2 separate regions of the Bombyx mori genome follow, and region 1 is linked to region 2. A link is a contact called in public Hi-C data. All regions are on one chromosome and are shown on one strand. Each heading gives the region's core, a stretch centred on a gene start, on an enhancer-like site or on the middle of the called end of the contact. The rest is flanking DNA. Distances are from core to core; before and after follow the strand shown. Region 1 holds the start of LOC101736274 (calnexin). Region 2 holds the start of scf (DNA supercoiling factor).

Region 1 (2,700 bases), core at 145-2,644, 180 kb before region 2:
CGCACAATGCCGAATTATGCTGAAGCTTAGTTGAGCATTATACCGCATAATACGCTCTTGTGCTATAATTGGAAAACGGCTAGTATGTACTACGAACGCATGCCTACCTGCTAGCTTGGTTAGACGGCCAATTTTCAGGTATCAGGTAATCAAGGTACATAAAATCATTACGTACTTCACGTAAATTCTGAAAGCTGATTTTTACGTATATTATAAGCAATATCATTAAAAATAAGTCGCCAGTACTCCCAGACACTTTCCGTCGGCCGAATTGCTTTGCAGACGCTTTAAAGCTCCCAAAATAATTACCTAACTTCACGTATATTCTGAAAGCTGATTTTTACTTATGTCCACCAGACAACTATTTTAAAACCTCTTACAAAAAGATAGACCGATCCAAGGGGCCAATCATCTCCTAAATTCAATTTAATACCTCTGTGGATAAGAGCGCGAGGGCATTATCCACGCATGAGACTGAGAGAGACATGTATAAGGATATATCTTCTCTGTCTCTCGGTCTCTTACTTACTTAAAACTGGTTGAAAATGTTCTGACAATTTGTTTTTGTTACAAGGAAATTACATCAGAACAAACAGAATGTTATATCGAAACCTCTTGATTTTCAATGTACATTTCTTTTCCCTAGCTTGTTTTCATGAGGAACATTTAGAATACTGACGAAAATTAATTAATAACCTTAGATGCACCTTAAACACCTGTTTTTGTTTTTAGAAAATAAATCTCTGATACGATCGTAACTTTGCCGTTAAATTTAAAATATCATTTTTTCGAACTATGGAACAAATTGGTGCAATCTACTGTTGACCGAACTTGAGCTGATCAACCTTTAGCAGTTTTTATTTTCGGAAATTCATTTTACTATTAAGTACGATAGACAGGTTTTGAAAATAATTTATTTAGCTGCAATTTTATTAAAAAAGTTATATTTAGTGATGCCTCATACAAATTGCACTTTATTGGCATTGAATTTTCGATTATTCTACGGTGGCCAATATGTTTTGTTGAACAAGAATCTCTCGTAATTTTATTTTGGAATGTCTGCTTAGTGTTTTTATAAATGTTTCGTTTCATGTAGGGAAAATATCCAAAACTAGACATAATGGTATATTTATTTGTATTCCTATTATTGATCGAAGCTTAGTAAGCTAGAAACCTAGCTTTCAAAGTATACCGTACCAAAAATAAAAAACGTCAATAGGTCAATGCCAATAAGAGACAGAATTCAAGTAACATATTGTTATAATTTCAGATATTAAAAGAGAAAGTGATTGTGTGATCCTGTGATCATATTTGAATATCTCCAGAGAATGATCATAATCTGAGTGCAAAATTTCTTAAGTGGATAGTCGATCATTTTACATTTCTCTTTTTCTGAACGCATCGGAAAATTCTCGATCGTTGCTTTGACAACTGTTTGTTTTTGATTGGCTAAAATTTTTAGAGGAATAAAATAAAAATTTATGCAGTCGATTTCATTCATATTAGTGATTCTAATAGACTAATCAATAAACGAGTGTTTGTTTTGTATCAGGCTCAAACGAAGGTATGTTCACATAGTATATTAAAAAAACATTTGTCTTTTAATGAGGATATCCTTTATCCGCTGTGCATAACTAACTACACACCGATCAGAAATTGGTATTCAGTTCGCCGCAGTACAATATTTGATTAACCGAGCGGTGCTGTCCTATTCTTAATTAAATTAAGTCCACTTATATAATTACCGAGTTATTGAGAGCTTTGTACTTTTCACTAATTATCATTCTATCGTGCTGAATAACGTGTGCGAACATTAAATTTAATTTTTTTTAGATGGCTGAAATAAGCCGCAAGTTATTTCTATTTAGTATATTGTTGGCATTTTTCGGCAATACCAGGCTAACAAATGCAAACGAAGTCGACCAAAATGATGAGGCAACTGTGGAGGTTAGTAAAACCTAAGTATAAACGTTATTTTTTTAGGTTAAATGACCTACATTTTAAAACCTAGATATTTAAAAAAAAAATATCTAGTCGTAAAACTACGGTTTTTAATCTTATCATAAAGATAAATATGTCAATTTTAGCATACTTAATATTTCTTAAATTGACATTTTACTGCCTTTTACTCTTATGACCTATAAAATGGAATATCCAAACTTAAATTAGGAACATTTAATAACATAGTAATAATAAATCTCATAGATCATCTCTTTGACTCATATAAGATATAAGATATCTCACTCATATAAGATATCTCAATTCTCAGCAACCATTAGGTTACAGTGAAGTGACTCCTTCCTATTACAACATACAGAGCCATAAGCATTCATAGCAAGGCAGGTCTGAATGCTTAAAGCCATTTAGCAAGCTAAGGAACAAGTTATACTTGGTGTCTCTCTAAAGGATAGGAAGTCCTTTTCTAGAGAACCAAAGTTACCAACATAGTTCAACACATAAGCAAGTGTTACTAACTTGTCATTTAGCAATCTTATTAATTGGTAAACTTGGTAAACCTGTGTGGCTGTGTGCTCTGAGAACATATCTTATAATGATGATCTATTAAAATGAATAGGAGGTGAAGGTAATTCCTAAAAACTCACACTTAATATAAGGCCTTTGTTTCCTAATAATGTTTTCTATCAGTGTCAGTGATACTATTGTTTATGCTGTTGTGTAAGAATAGTTCCACTACCTTAA
Region 2 (2,795 bases), core at 10-2,509:
TTTCCTTGTAGAGTTTTAGATTAGTTCGTGTTTCTGAACGAAAATTCTATCTAGAGATGTCGGGTGTCTAAACTTTTCAATGCTAATGTTTCGATGAATCGATAAGACTGGTGAACGGCGGTCACGAATGCAATACAAAACATAAAAATTAAAGAACGCCGCCTGTCCTTGCGGTTTGTCGGGTCCTCTTTGTCCAACGGAGGGACTTCGTTTCTGTGTGTGTTGTTCGACATGAATTCTTTATCTCTTTTAACTATCACACCTGTCATCAGAACTTATTATCTGGATCCAATCAATTCATCCCCAGAGCCCTTTTAAAGGTCTTTTCGCTAGGAACCACCCCACTTTGAGTGGATGAGCTCACGGTCCCCCTGGTGTTAAATAGTAATCAAAGCCCATAGACATCAACAACGTAAATACCATCACCCACTTTGAGACATGAGTTCTAAGTCTCAGTTTTACAGTACAACGGCTGTACCGTTCAAACCGAAATGCATTTCTGCTTCACCGCAGAATTAGGCAGGATGGTGGTAACTACTCGTGCGAGCTCACAAGACGTCCTACCACCAGTAGTTACGCAAATAAAAATGTTTGCGTGTTTGATTGTCATTAACATCCGTTAGGCTGCGAAGATTTCAATAATGCTTAACGAGAGTCCTCAGCAGGTTTACCTTGGTTTTCTTGAACTCATGTTATTCTTGATTTCCATGAACAACTATCACTATCTTCTATCAGGTGCGCCGTTTGTTAGTCAGCTTACAACGAAAAAAAAAACATGAACATGATATCTTTGTCAAAAACATCGTGAAGTCCGAAAAATAAAATCCACAATTTTAGGGTTATTAAAATGTTGATAACATTTTGGAAATATATAATATGTGGAATTTTATGTAAGCATTAAGTAATTCAAGGGTTGGTAGGCAGAGTACGCACCATAAGCATTTGCTTTACTAAACTACAAATTTTTTCTAAATCCTTTTGATATCAAATATTTGTGAAATGTTCTTGCATTATTTTTACATAGAAAATGTACTTTTGATAAAATAAAAAAAATAGATATATCTTAGTATTTTTAATTGCCACATAGTAGCCCATTCAACACTTTGGAAATTTCACCTTAAAATCGATTTGAAAGAGGTGAATCGATGTTTTGACATATTTCACCAGCCCCATCATCTTTATCTTTAGCATCACTCACTCACTACATACAATATTTTCCCGTGTTCCAGTGTTTCCGCTCCAATTTGATTTTAAGTCTCTGGGATTCAGGAAGTTTACGTGGCTCTGTTGACGTGGCGGTTTCCAAGTAGTAAGCAGTTTTATAAAAAAAAACTCATAGAACTTCCTTCATATTTCAACCCGGGGTCTTAATTTAAATTCTGATTGAAAAACTTCGATTTATTTAGTCTACTTTACGAAGATATTTTTTGCCGCCGGTATTTTTTGTTCAACGCATGTTTTTAATAATTAGGCCAAAATGTTGAGGTCTTTCTTTGTGCTATTGGCAATTTCGATGGTGTTCGCGGGAGTCCCAACGAATGAAGAGACGAAGAGGTTGATGGATCATCTGTCTGATGCTGAACATTATCGCAATGAGCATCATAACAAGCAGTTTGATCATGACGCCTTTTTGGGAGAGGACCAGGCCAAAACTTTCGATCAACTATCACCCGAAGAAAGTAAGAGGAGACTTGGGTAAGCTATTATTTGTATATTACTTTTAATTATTTATTCATTAGCTCCGAAAAAAAAACTACAAAAAATTACAGTAGTGCTTTAAAAGCATATGTTAAGTTTTATGATGACATCTATAACACATGTTAAAAAAGAAAAAGTATATAACAAAATGTTTTAATACATAGTGTGCTGTCTGCATAGAAGTTAAACAATAAAAGTTACTTAAACTTGTGTAAGTTACTTAAACGTTGTTATTATTTTAATTGCCTAAATAGGTGTAGAAGGTTAAAGGGTTACTGTAGCCCATAGACATCATTATGTGAATGTGCGATTGCCACTATTCACCTTGAGTCCCACCTTTCAGTCCTCAATATGTTAGCATGCTTCACAGCAGAAATAGGCAGGGTGGCAATATTAGGTGACTTAATAGGTACTAGGCAGTGAGGTTTTCTACAATTGATATTTAAATTTTATTTTAGTACTGTAAATCCTGTAAAATATTGATTTTTATTTAGTTATTCTAATTACCAAGATAAATTGTCTAGCTACATTGAATTGATTTAGAGATTTTTAGTTACACTGCTTAAAGAGGTTAAATACCAAAAAAACACAAAAAATACAATGTGTTTGGGAACCTTAAAATTATTATTATTATATTAAGGAAACTACAGAATATCTTATGAGACTTAGTCTGAAATGCATTTGAGTTTGTTTTTTTTATTTTTTATTGCTGAGATGGGTGGACGAGCTCACAGCCCACCTGGTGTCAAGTGGTTACTGGAGCCCATAGACATCCACAACGTAAATGCGCCACCCACCTTGAGATACAAGTTCTAAGGTCTCAAGTATAGTTACAACGGCTGCCCCACCCTTCAAACCGAAACGCATTACTGCTTCACGGCAGAAATAGGCAGGGTGGTGGTACCCACCCGCGCGGACTCACAAGAGGTCCTACCACCAGTAATAGTGGTTACGACCTAGATTTTATGATGAAAAAAAATTATAATATTAAATCTCTTGTGTACTTATACAGTTTAAAGAGTGTACAATCAGTATACTTCCATAATAAAAACTTTACATTTATTATTGTATACCCGTAAGAGACTATTCCTGAAAAT

The links. Hi-C and Micro-C count contacts between places; a contact is called where the count stands out from the background.
Region 1: a contact with region 2 is called in a Hi-C map of whole pupa, with 2.2 times the contacts expected there. The contact joins the promoter of LOC101736274 here to the promoter of scf in region 2. A contact is called at or near these places in 5 of 7 Hi-C or Micro-C datasets (middle silk gland, midgut, posterior silk gland and 1 more).

The regions. Positions count from the first base shown.
Region 1 is chr13:16,246,751-16,249,450 of ASM3026992v2, reverse strand. It overlaps LOC101736274 (calnexin), which reads left to right and starts at 1,394. Exons shown (of 13, transcript XM_004927686.4): 1 at 1,394-1,564; 2 at 1,834-1,947. The coding sequence starts at 1,834.
Region 2 is chr13:16,070,165-16,072,959 of ASM3026992v2, reverse strand. scf (DNA supercoiling factor) reads left to right here and starts at 1,259. Exons shown (of 6, transcript NM_001043872.1): 1 at 1,259-1,695. The coding sequence starts at 1,478.